2 separate regions of the Capra hircus genome follow, and region 1 is linked to region 2. A link is a contact called in public Hi-C data. All regions are on one chromosome and are shown on one strand. The core of a region is the stretch at or near the end of the contact, and the rest is flanking DNA. Distances in the headings are between cores, read along the strand shown. Region 1 has its middle 13 kb from the start of NFKBIA. Region 2 overlaps KIAA0391 (mitochondrial ribonuclease P protein 3).

Evidence for each region. Hi-C and Micro-C count contacts between places; a contact is called where the count stands out from the background.
Region 1: a contact with region 2 is called in a Hi-C map of blood, with 3 times the contacts expected there. The contact joins two enhancer-like sites. A contact is called at or near these places in 4 of 5 Hi-C or Micro-C datasets (blood and liver).

What each region holds. Positions count from the first base shown.
Region 1 is chr21:45,064,906-45,071,540 of ARS1.2, reverse strand. No RefSeq gene overlaps it. Among named protein-coding and RNA genes, the nearest start is that of NFKBIA, 13 kb to the right of the region's middle. Within about 2 kb of position 3,195, at least 1 of the 5 cell types and tissues checked has an H3K27ac peak or open chromatin away from gene starts, as enhancers often do.
Region 2 is chr21:44,820,414-44,827,764 of ARS1.2, reverse strand. All of the region lies in intron 4 of KIAA0391 (mitochondrial ribonuclease P protein 3), which reads right to left. Among named protein-coding and RNA genes, the nearest start is that of KIAA0391, 18 kb to the right of the region's middle. Within about 2 kb of position 2,429, at least 1 of the 5 cell types and tissues checked has an H3K27ac peak or open chromatin away from gene starts, as enhancers often do.

The sequences.
Region 1 (6,635 bases), core at 1,946-4,445, 240 kb before region 2:
GAAATAAGAAGTCATTGTTTAATGGCTGTGGAGTTTCGGTTTTCTAAGATGAAAAGAGTTTTGAAGATGGATGGTGGTAACAGCTGCTCAACAATATGGATGTAATTAATACCACTGAACTGTTACTTAAACATGATTAAGATGGCAATTTTTATGTTATGTGTATTTCACAATTTTAAAAATTTGAAAAAAGATCAGGGCTAATTCAGGTCAAATCCAGTATGCAAATATATAGACCTTAAGTTTCTAGGCAGTTAGTAAATTAAGCAACAAATTTGACTTACCATCCCTCTACTACCTCTCAAACTCCTGGGGCATATATTTTACAAACAAGCTTCCCTATGTATTCACCGAGTGAGAGAAAAGTATACTTTATATGGGCAAACTGTCTTAAGCTTGAGTGTAGAATAAATTTATTTCACACACGTAAAGTCTCAAAAAACTTACACCCAACTTACATCCCTTTACCAAAGGGATAGCAGGGGATGGGGGAGTGTAAATTAGGATCCTGGGATTAACATATATACATTACTGCATATAAAATAGGTAAACAACAAAGACCTACAGTATAGCACAGGAAACTATACACAATATCTTATAATAACTTACAATGGAAAAATATGAAAAAGAATATATGTATATACATATATATGTATATATATATAACTGAATCACTTTGCTGTACACTAACACAACATTGCAAATTAACTATACTTCAATTTTTAAAAGTTTACATCCCAACCATTCTTTCTTAGCACGCTACTATATGACAAAAGTTAGCCCTTAATTGCTACTATGAGGTATCATGTATTTTTTCCAAACTCTTCACAGAACTGATTACAAACCCCCTCAGGAAGGGACCACAGTTTATATTTCAACAGGATTTTGAGACTGTATTTGTACCACAGCAGAGATTCAGTACCTGTTATTTATTCCAGAGGTATTACAAACAGTAAGTGAATCTTCCATTAGCAGAGAGAAGGGGAGGAATGGAGTCAGTTAGGACATGGGGAGTGCTAAGGCTCATTTCTGCAGCTATTCACCCAGCAGCCCTCCATTAACTGGTCTCACCTAGTCCAGCCAATTTTACCTCTAGTTCTTGCCAACACACACTTTCCCAGAAATAATCATTATTAATATTCTCCATGATAAGTAGTCATATTTAATTATAGAATTAAAAACGTGGGCAGTATCTCTTGCTTAATTTTCAAAAACCTTCTCGGAATCAAACAACAAATAGTTGTGCCCCACTTCCAAGGAAAGATGATCTCTGCAGTTCCACTAAACCCCGGTAGGTGGCGCTGGCACAGTGCAAACCAGTTCCAGTTTGCCCTTGTTTATGGAAAGAATCTATCTCCTTTTGCCAATAAGGTTATAAAATGTATTTTTAGTGTGACTTGATGGGCCATAGCTGTAACTTAACAATATCGGAATCAAATTCTGATACCTAATCAAACGGATGTAAGCTCTATTAGATTTCGATTAGCATTCATTCTGATTTGATTATAAGGCTTCAACCATTCAAATGGCTAATAAGGAGACATTTAGATAATTGCAGCTGTCTGGGGTTATTGCATTTGCTATCATTTCCACAGAGTGATTCATGTACAGACTGGGCCATAAAATTTGTTTTTGTTGGTGGAGACAAGAAACGAGGGTTTATTGGGGTGGGGGCACTGTGAAACATTTTGCTGTTGTGGTCTGGCATTTGGGATTGTTTTTTCTTTTTCTTTTTTTTTTAATGGCATTGTTTTTTAATTAGAAGGGAAATACGAGTGTAGGGTGCTTGCCATTTAGCTGTTTTCCAAAAAGGTAGTCTCGATTCTGCATCCACAATACTGTTTCATTTGGCAAAAGAAGAGAGACATTGGCCAAGTTTCCTTTTCCTCTCTTTTAATTGAACTGACTTTCATTTGAACTGAGCAGATTAACCACATCAAAACTCAGCTCCCGCACAAAGGCCTTCTTCAGTAAGTATAACTGGGGTCTCTCTTCTCACTTAATGTCCTTCCTAGGTGCAAACTAGAGGTGTTTTACCAAAGCTGCTAGACCACTTAGTGAGGATATTGAGACACACTTTAAACATAAAAGGAGTACTTGAACTAACTGACCTTCAAGGTCACTTCAGCCCCCACCACCTAAGATTCTAGAGATCAACAAAAAATGCCCCTGGGTGCCAAAGAGCCCCCAGACTCCAGGAGTGGGACAGGTCATCTAAGCTCCTAGAGCATCCCACATGTGGTATATTTTTCTGGATGGGACAGAGTTGCTGTTCCAGAGAGGTGGGGAAACTCACCCTTTACGCTACATGGGCCACTAAGAGCCTGAAATTCAAGTCTGGAAAGAAAAGTCATCAGTGAAAACTCATTTGTTCTTAAATCCAATACTTAATCATTTTAACCCACAGATAACTTACTAATTTGTCAATATTAGTATTAGCTTCAAAACTATATTCCACTCAAGGAAACAGATATAGTCTCTGAAGACTCAAAACCAAATTGTGAGGGGGAGCTTAGAATTCTCTTTTGTTCTGCTAGAAAATACGTCTCATGTCCCGACATGAAAACATAAATTCTCATAAATATTCCTCTATTCTCAGAGGCCTAGGATATAACCCCCCAGACTCCAGGACTACATCTTTCTGGTCCTGCGTGTTGGGGCAGGACCTAGTCTGAGACTTCACAGACCACAAACACCTTGCTGTGCTATAGATCCAATCCTATTCGAGGTCAGACTGTATGTGTGAGAATATAAGAAAAAGCAAAGCTTTCTTAGCACAATGTTCCATCAAGCCTAATAGTTTGCCTTCTATACATTCAAATATAAATTCAATAATCTTCCAGAAAGACAAACATCCTAGGCTGTCCTTTAAAGCATTGGGTTTTTTCTTTCCCCAGTACAGGTGGTTGTGGGGTGGGCCAGGATCCAAAAGTCTTGACCATAAAAAGAATGCAGACTGACAAACTGAAGGTCTGAGCCACCGCCCAAGACTCACGTGGGTGGGGTCCGTTTTTCCCAGAAGTGCGAACAATGTCATTTGTAATACAGAAAAAATGTGGCACACACTGCCAGGGCAATTCTCTCAGCATTGAGTGAAGAGATGGGGGTGGGACAGGGCATGAATGAGGAGGGCGGGATGGGGCCGTGCATAGATACATGGAGAAGGTGATCAGAGAAACGCATGTGCTCCTAGGCCTGTCTCTGCAGACGGGCCTGTGGGCAATTGTTTGGAGAAGAAAACAAGCAGCTGAGCAAACTCCTTAGCCACTCTGTGGAGGGAATTTCTATAACCCTTCAGTATCCCTAGAGCCAGAGCTCAAGTTTGGGACCTAATGTTCCCTTAGCAATAGATAATACGGTTTAGTCCAAGAGAAATGGAGTAACTTTTTAGGGAGGAATTTCCTAAATGTGAAAAATCCTTTCCTAAGATCCCAGCATTGACCTGGCTTTCTGAGATCTCTGACTTCATTTCCTATTGCTCTTCCCCTGACTCACTCCACTTCACCCACAGTGCCTCCCTGCCGTGTTTCCAAGAGGGCCCACCTCAGGGCCTTTGCACTCACCCAGCTCACTCTCTCCCTTCCTTCAGGTCTTCGCCGTTGCCCTCTCCTCTTCCCAGCCACCCTCCTTAAAATTTCAATATGTCCTGCTGCCCTGACATTTCTACTCCTTTCTCTGACTTCATTTTTCTCTTAAACACCCTCACTAGTGTAGTCTATATTTTACTTATTTATCTGGTATATTTCTGTCTCCTAAACAAGGTAAGCTCCCTGAGGGCAGAGTTTTGGACTGTATCTTCCATGCCAAGAAAAGTGTCTAGAACAGCGTGCGCACTCAGGGCAGAGCTTTGAATGAATCAAGTCCAGTTCCATATTCATACTTTCCACAGGGACACTGACTCACATGAATTTCTTTCCAAGTGAATTACTATCCTGAGACTTTCTTAGAGAACGGTCAAGCATCCTGGGAAACCCAGCTGCTTTCTAAAATCCTCCCTACTTTTAAGTGTCTAGAAGCATCTAGAGCAGTGGTCCTCAAAGTGTGGTCCCCAGCCAGAAGCAATAAAGGACTTAGAGCTTGTAAGAAAGACATTTTCAAGCCCTCCCCAGGACCTACTGGACAAAGATCTCCAGAGGTGGGGGCATGGGAGAAGGGGGGTGAGGCAATCTAGTTTTAAAAGCCCTCTGTTGACTCTAAGGCAAGCTGCAGTTTGAGAACTAACCACTGAGTAAACAGCGGAGGGCTAAATTATCTAGAGATATGGATTCTAGTCCTGGTCGACTTAGTTGTGTGACCTAAGTTGGTCACATCCAACATCCCTTAGCTGGGTACATCCCTTAACCTCAATGACCTTGTCTCTTCACCTACAAAATAAAATAGCTGCTAAATTTTTCTTCCATGATTTCAACGTACTACTGGTAAATCTTGCAATCACAGCCCTGAAGGACCTCTTTGCTTAACCTTATAAATGTGTATTTGAAGTAATTCAACATTCTATCATAAGGAAAACTTTATTTTCTTTCAATCTGGCCTTTTCTCAAGTTTCCTGAATTAGTGAGCAATCTGTACAGTCACACAATCTTGCCACACTGGACGCCTCTTCCAATGACCATCTTCTCATACCTCTCGCCTTTTTCAGCTTCTGGGACAGCCCCTCTTCCGATTTCCCTCCCGTCTCTTGAGCTGTTCTCAGATTTTTTGCTGGCTTCTTACCCTCAGTTTCTTAAGTGCTGGTGTTCGCATCTTGATTCTTAGAATCTACACGTAATTCTGGGTGACTTTGCCTTCACCCTGACTTCAGCTATTTCTCAAGTAAGCTGACGACTCCCAAATATTTTATTCTCTTAGAAATCTCCACATTTCTAGGTCCCCTGAGATTAAAACACCCGACAGAGAACCCATCACTTCCCCCACCCACTCTTCTTCCAATTTCCCCACTAAGCAGCCCAGGTCAGGAACTAGAAGCTCCTGATGCCTCCTTCTCCCTCCTTGCCTCTCATCCTCTCTGTCCCCACTCTGGGATCTCCTTAGCCATCTCTCTCCTCACTTTCCAGTCACTGCCTTTCACTGGCCGCTAGCTTCATGCCTAATCCTCTCCAGTCTGTTTGCCACACTGTCCCCCAAAGCACACTGATGGCAGCCACCACGTAAACCCCCCAGGGACCTTCCTGGTGGTCCAGCAGTTGGGACTCTGCACTTCCACTGCAAGGGGCCTGGGATCAGTCACCAGGTGGGGAACTAAGATCCCTCATGCTGCTCGGTGCAACCAAAAAAAAGAAAAGAAAAAAAATTTTTTAATTTAAACAAAACCCCCCAGGGGCTCTCCATAGGTTTCAAGGCACTGTTCCAGCTTCTCTGCTCAGTCACATGGATCTGCCTCATCTCCTTCCTGCCCACACTCTTGTCTCCCCGCCCCACACTAGCCCACGTGCAACTGCTTGTTTCACACTTGGGCGCTTCACCACAGACTCCACCTTCTCCTGGGCCTTCTCCCCACTTTTCTAACTGACTTTCACTTGTCCCTTAAAACCTGTCCTTTATCATCTCACACCTGTCAGAATGGCCATCTTCAAAAAGAACACAAATAACAAATGCTGGGGAAAATGTGGGAAGAAGGGAACCCTTTCCCACTGCTGGTGGGAATGTAAATAGGTGCAGCCACTATGGAAAACAGTATGGGAGGTTCCTCAAAAAACTGCAGACAGTTACCATATGACCCGGCAATTCCACTCCTGAGTATACATCTGAAAGGAAGAAAAACATCAATTTGAAAAGATACATGCACCCCAATATTCACAGCAGCATCATTTACAACTGCTAAGATTTGGAGGCAACCTAAGGGCCCGCAACAAATGAAGGGATAAAGAATATGTGGTGTATATATATTTTTTGTCGTTTAGTCGCTAAGTCTTGTAGGACTTTTTGTGTCCCACAGGCTTCCCTGTCCTTCACTATCTCCTGGTATTTGCTCAAATTCATGTCCATTGAGTTGGTAATGCTAACTAACCATCTCATCCTCTGCTTCCCCTTCTCTTTTTGCCTTCAAATTTTCCCAGCTTCGAGGTCTTTTCCAGTGAGTCGGCTCTTCATATCAAGTGGCCAAAATAGTGAAGCTTCATCATTAGTCCTTCCAACGAATATTCAGAGTTGATTTCCTTTTAGGATTGATATATATGTGTGTGTGCGTGCATGTATATATTCCATATATATGGAATACAACACAATGGAATACTACTCCATCAGGAAAAAAGAATGAAATTTTGCCATTTCCAACAACATGGATGGACTTGGAGGGTATTATGCTGAGTGAAATAAATCAGACATAGAGACAAATACTGGATGATATCACTAATATGTGGGATCTAAAACAATACAACCAACTAGTGAATATAACAAAAAATAAACAGACTCACAGACACAGAAAACAAACCAGTGGTTATAGTGTGGAGAGGGAAGGCGGAAGGGGCAATATAGGGTATGTGAATTAATTGATCCAAATTACTATGTATAAAATAAATAAGCTACCAGGATATATGTACAACACAGGGAATACAGGCAATATTTTACAATAACTATAAATGGGGCATGACCTTTAAAATTGTGAATCACTATATTTTACACCTGTAACTTTCATA
Region 2 (7,351 bases), core at 1,180-3,679:
GTTTACTGAGATAAGAAAGACTGCAAGATGGACATCGTATAAAGATCAGAAGTCTGGTGCTGGAGAGAAGGGAGGAGGCCTTTGCTGTTATTCTCAACATCTCAGCAGTTGCTCTTTCACACTGGTAGTTTTCTCTTCCCTCAGAAGCCAGCTGTAAGACTTCAGTACCCATGTGTTATCGTTTTTATTCTTCTGTCTTATTCACACTATTCTATTCGCTTGGAAGAACAAATGAAAAGGCAATGAAAATTGATACCTTTAGTCAACACTGAAAGAAAAACTGAATCAGAAATCTGAGGCAACATTTTCTAAGCAAAACAAAAACTTAAAACTGTGGCCACTCTGGTACTACCTCACTTCCATCACACTGCTTCTACAGTTCATTTATAAAATGCTCACTTAGAACCTACAATACTTTTCTCATAAACACAGATTTATAAAAAAATGACTTGGTTTTCAAGCCAAACTATGCCATGGGGTTATATTATAACAATAAAAGTACTAGCTTAGATCTGAGGGAGGAAAGATCACAGGATATAAGAAAAACCAGACCTTCTTGCCCTTGGCTTAAGAAAAAAATAAGTCAAGTTTCTCTTCACACACTTCTACCTTGTCCAAACCTCCTCAACCAAGGGTGCCCCATCCCTCTGCCTCCAGCACTGTAACCTACGTGAGACCTACCACTCTAGCATCCGACTCAGAAGTTACCCTCCAAATGTCCTCCATGTCTAAAAACCACCCACCCAACTCTAAAACAGCAGTTACCACTACAGTCGCACATAATTCTCCTTCCCTTATAGAACAGAACTCAGCTAGCCATCAGGAGGAAATGCACCGCTTTAAGTTAATTCTCATAAAAATGACTGGATCCCAGTTGGAAGAATTTCAGTAAGTGCTATCTCAGAGCAAATGAAGAAGGATGAAGAAATGGAGATGTCTAATGTCGAGAAGGCAAGGAGTCAGCTTGCTTTTCTTTTTACATTTTTACCCTTCCTGGGCCTCTGAACTCATTGATTTTTCTAGAAGTTTCACATCTTTAACCACAACTTTTGCACCAAACCACCTGGATGATCCAGAGATCACATGCCTAGTGTTTTACTGTGGAGCTGAAGAAAAGGAAACGGGGAATAACATTAGTGATTAAGTATACATTGGGTAAAATGTTCGTAAGTTGAGGATCATTTGTCCATTAATGAGCTTTTTATAAATAGACTTCACAGCACATGATTTTAAAACTATACCTGAGAAACAATTACATTTCTCAGGTTTTTTTTAAACTACCAAATCTGCGAAGTTTGCCATTTACCACTGGACTTAAAAAAAAAAAAATTCGGGGGGAAAACCTCTTATGCATCTTAGAGATAATCAAATGTTCAAACCCACAGAAGATGAGAGTGGAAGGTTCTGAACACTGGGATGAAGAGCTCAGTTGGTTCACATCTTTCATGGTTTGCAGCTGCAACTCTCAAATTAAAAAAAAAAAAACCTGCATTAGATCAGTTTTATACAGACATTTCATTTAGGTCACGTGTGCTGTTTTAAATCTGTAGTTAGAGAAACACCAGAAGGCCTCCCTTTTGTCAATTAACTGAAGAGATATTATCAAGCAGAACAAATGGTTTGATTTAAACTTAAACCTAAAAATTCAATTAAGTGGACTACAGGCAATTTGCCTTTCTCCAATTTCTTTTCTAGAAAACAGAATCTTAAGTCATTAAGGTTTTAACAAGTTCTAAATCACAGGATTAAGGGGGACTGTTATCATGATTAAAGTTTCATTAAAAGTTACAAAAAAAGCAGCTTCATCAAAAGTTCAAAATGAGAGGACCACGGTGGGCTACTATTTCTTTCTTTACAGTTATCTATTTCAACTGCAGATTTTTTATAATTAACAAGTTATTTTTATTTTCCATTTTACAAAGTGAAAGATGATGAAATAAGAATAAGAATTAAAGGAATAGAAGAAACTAAATACAAGATGCACTGAGTAGTAAGGCTGCTGTCTTTGTTGTTTTTAACTTCCTTTGTTAATGTTTGCATAATAAAGTTGAGGAAAATAAATATTACTGAAACTTTTAAAGAGAAAGAAAAAGCAAACTACAGCTAAAGCAGAGTATTTCTAGAGCAGTGGTTCTTCAACTGTGGTGTGAGGACCCCTGCACATCTTTAAGACTTTTTCAAGCTTAAAAATTATTTTTAAGGCTTCTCTGGTGGCTCAGTGGTAAAGTATCCACCTGCCAATGTAGGAGACACAGGTTCAATCCTTGATAGGGAAATATCCCACAACCCCTGGAGCAACTAAGCCCAAGCGTCACAATAATCGAGCCTGTGCTCTAGAGCCCAGGAACCACAACTACGGAGCCCATGCGCCCTAGAGCCCACGCCCCACAACGAAAGAAGCCACCGCACTCAGACGCCCATGCACTGCAACTAGAGAGTGGCCCCCACTGGCCACAGCCAGAGAAAAGGCTGAGCGACGACCAAGACCCAGCCCAACCAAAAGTAAATAATTAAAAAACAAACTGTTTTTATAATAATACTAAGATATTATCTGCCTTTTTCAAACTCGTTCCCTCACAGGTGCACAGAGGAGACTGGTGTAATATCAGAGAAGAATAACTATCTGAAAATGCCAATAAAATATTTTCACCCTTTCAGACTATCTCTAAGAGCCTCCATTGTCTTCATATGCTTCAACCAAAATAACAAACCACAAGACTGAATACAGAAGCAGATATGAAAATTCAGCTATCTTCTAGTGAACCAGGTAATTAGAAAAATTTACAAATATGTAAGATGGCGCCTCTCTTCTCCCATAGTGTTCTTGTTTTAGATGATAGAGCTATTATTGAGAAAAGATATTATTTATGTTCATGTGATAGTTTTTATTTTGTTATTTTAAATTAATATTACTCTTAAAGGTTCTGGATTAATTTCTAGTCTGGTAATTATCAAAAGATACAATACCACATGAACAAAAGCTCTCAGGAATCCTTAATTTTTAAGAACATAAAAGGGTCATGGGACCAAAAAGTTTGAGAATTGCTGTTCTAAAAGGTTTCCTACTCTGTCAGAAAAATATCACTTTACAAAGGAATATTTCTTAAGAGATACAAAGAAAGTTGCTTAAAATTGAATTTATAATTTATAGGATAAGTGATTAAGCTCAGATTTGCTTTACAATGATCTGAGCTGCAAGGGAGGGATGGTGGGAGTATAAACAAAATAAGAGTGGCCATGAGTTAACAATCATTGAGTAGGAGTTTGTTATTCTAGTCTTTCTACTTTTGCATAAGTTTGAAATTTTCCCTATTAAGAAGATTAAAGAGAAATTCATACCTGGACAACTGAATATGAAAAAAAGGTGTAATTTTATAGTATCACTATTATAAGAATGAAGGAAAATGAGAGGGAAAAAATCTTACTAATATTAATCTAACACTTTCCTCATAGCTCCAAATTTACCTTTTTTATTTTTATTGATGTCAATGAATTTCACGTAGTTGAATCAATAGTACATGGATATTATTTGGAGCTCTGCCTCATTCACTTAAAATTTACATATACAGCTCCTCTCTTTACTAAAACTAACTTGACAAAGAAAAATTATACAGGTATCTTTCAGTTTAATATTAAAAGCTCATCAAATCCTTTTAACCTGACTGACCTGGCCATAACCTAGAATAATTTTTTTTATTAATACATGTTACACTATTGCCATCTGCTGGTTGTGATGTGGAAGCACAACTAACAATTTACCTATGACTATGGTTTTCTCCCAAAATTATCCTGTAGAAAAGAAGCTGTCATACATACATTAGAGTTCTTCAAAACCTCACATTAGAAGCAGTGGTTCTGGACCCCACTTGCACTTTAAAATCATGGGAGTTTTTGAGAGTCCTGATGCCTAGACCCCAAACCAGAGCAATTAAATCAGAACCTATATTCTGTAAAAATGAAAGGCAAGCCAGACTGAGAGAAAATATTTGCAAAAGATATATCTAACAAAGGACTTTACCTAGAGTCACTTTTCAGTTCAATTTGGTCATTCAGCTGTATCTGACTCTTTGCGACCCTATGGACTGCAGCATGCCAGGCTTCCCTGTCCATCACCAACTCCTGGAGCTCCCTCAAACTCATGTCCATTGAGTCGGTGATGCCATCCAACCATCTCATCCTCTGGGTCATCCCCTTCTTCTCCTGCCTTCAATCTTTCTCAGCATCAAGGTCTTTTCTAATGAGTCAGCCCTTCGCATCAGGTGGACAAAGTATTGGAGCTCCAGCTTCAGCATCAGTCCTTCCAATGAATATTTAGGACTGATTCCTTTTAGGATTGACTGGTTTGGTCTCCTTGCAGTTCAAAGGACTCTCAAGACTCTTCTCCAACACCAACTCAATAATAAGAAAAAAAACCCAATTTTTTAAATGGGCAAAGATCTAAATACTGCCTCACCAAAGAAAATAATAAATGGATGGCAATTCAGTACATGAAAAGATGCTCTACATTACTAGTTAATAGGAAAATGTTCATTAAGACCACAGGAGATATCACTTCACATCCACTGTTGTCTAGTTGCTAAGCCGTTTCTGACAACCCCACAGACTGTAGTCCCCAGGGAATCTTCCTGACCCAGGGATCAAACTCATGTCTCCTGCACTAGCAGGCAGATTCTTTACCACTGAGCCACCAGGGAAGCCTCTTCACATCCAAAGAATGGCTTAAAGTGAAGAGACTGACCTTAATATTAAGTGTTGGCCAGGATGTGGAGCAACTATAAGCCCTCTCACACTGCTGACAGAAATGTAAAATGGGACAACCACTTTGGAAAACAGCTTGGCAGTTTCTCAAAAAGCTACACACATACCTACCATAAGACTCAGCCATTTCACTCCTACATATGTACCCAACAGAAAGAAAAGTTGTAGTAGGTTAAACAGTGTCCTCTCTAAAATTCACGTCTACCTGGAATGTGACCTTATCCAAACAGGGATCTTCACAAATGTAATTAGTTAAGATGGGGTCATATTGTAAAGTAGGTCCTATGTTCTTACAAGAAAAGATGACACACAGAGAAGAGGAGGCAGAGAGTAGAGTGATTCAGTTAAAAGCCAACAGACAGCAAGGATTCCCAAGAGCTGGGAGCTTCTGAAGCTAGGAAAAGGGGATAAGCTCCCCCAGAGTCTTCAGAAGGAAAATGGTCCTGTCAACACCCTGATTTCAGACTTCTAGCCTCTGAAACTGAGATAATGACTGTCGGTCATTTTAAGCTACTCAAGCTGACGAACTTGGTTACAGCACCCCTTGGAAACAAATACAAAAGCAGAAAGTGCAAAGACGTGTACAAAATGTTCTTACGAGCTTTATTTTTAAGAGCCTCAAACTGGAAATAACCCAAACATTCATCAACAGGTGATGTTGATGAATACAAAACTGTGGTATTGCCACACAGTGGAATTTCATATAGTGGAATTCCTCCGTCCATGGGATTCTCCAGGCAAGAATACTGGAGTGGGTTGCCATTTCCTTCTCCAGGAGATCTTACCAACCCGGGGATCGAACCCAGGTCTCCCGCATTGTAGGCAGACACTTTAACCTGTGAGCCACCAGGGAAGGAAGCCCCTTTCACAGTGGAATACTATTCAGCAATTAAAATGAATCAATGACTGAGACACAAAATGTAAGTGAAATCTCAATTATGAATTAAAGAAGTCATACAAAAAGGATTATATATAATATGATTCCTATGGTGTTTATCTGAGGTGGCAAGAGTGAACAGTGGGTGGGTACAGAAGGGGGTCATTGTAAAGTGGCAGCACACTTTTGACATTGACAGATATGTTCACTGTCTTGATAGTGCTGACAGTTCCACGGGTGTATACGTGCGTGTGTGTGAAGTCGCTTCAGTCATGTCCGACTCTTTGCGATCCTATGGACTATAGCCCACCAGACTATAGGAATTCTCCAGGCAAGAATACTGGAGTGGGTTGCCATGCCCTTCTCCAAGGGATCTTCCCAACCCAGGGATCAAACCCATGTCTCTTCCATCTTCTGCATTAGGCAGACAGGTTCTTTACCAATAGCGCCACCTTCTCCATATGTCAAACTTCATCAATTTGAAAAGAAGATGGCAGAGAAAAGTGCACCAAGAAATTAGTCTCCCTAGAAAGACTAGACAACAGTGTACTGACAGAATCTGTCTGATTCTGTAACCACTTGGCAACTCTGAAGCCTGTTAAATGCTTGCAACTTCCAGGCGAAGCCTTAAATGATGAATAGTGGTTAATTTAATCAGTTTTAGCTCTCTGAACAGCAATATCTACCCATCTCTCACCCCAACCCACAGGCACCTGTATGTATTACGTGCTCCTAAAGCAGTCTGCACACAGCTTATGGGAGCCAGGTTGGGCAAAAAGGACCTTGTCCTCCAAATATTGGAGATTTGTGCTCTGATTGCAGACTGCTGCTTCCGGTCACAGAAGTGCAAACAAATAGGCATAATCATCAAGAAAAAGAAAATTTGAATATACACTATAATGAGTAAGCAGAGTGAATTATTAATTTTAAAAATCCCTCAAAAAAAATGTCGTGGATCTGATGATTCACTGGTGAATTTCACTAAACGTTTAAAGGAGAACAAATACCAATCTTGTTAAACTTTTCCAAAATCTTGAAGAGGAAGGAAGAGTTCTCAACTCATTCTACAAGGCCAGCATTACATTGATACTACAGTGTCTTTATGCTACAAGAAAGGAAAACTATGCACACTGATGCAAAAATCTTCAACAAAATACTAACAAGCAGAATTCAGCAGCATGTTAAAAGGATTTATACACCATGACTAAGTGCAAGGATGCAAGGATGTTTCAACATATGAACACTGACCAATACAATACACCACATAAACAAAATGACAGAATAACACATGATCATCTCAAATAACGAAGAAAAAAGCATTTAACAAAACTTAACACTCTTTAAAAAAACTAGACAAACTAGCAATAGAAGGAAACTAACTCAACATAAAAGCCATAGATAAAAACCAACAGTCAACATCATACTCAGTGGTAAAAGGCTGAAAGCGTTTCCTCAGGACCAGATCAGGAGCAAAAGAAGGATGTCCCTGCCCCTTGTACCACTTCTACTTATTGCAAGTTCAAGCAATTAAGCAAGAAAAAGAAATAAAAGGTACCCAAATTGGAAAAGAAGATGTAAAATTATCTTTGTTTGCAGATAATACGATCTTATATACAGAAAACCATAAAGATTACACACACACACACACACACAGAGAAGTAATAAATCAATTCAACAAAGTAAGAGGCTATAAAGTCAACACACAAGAATCAGTGT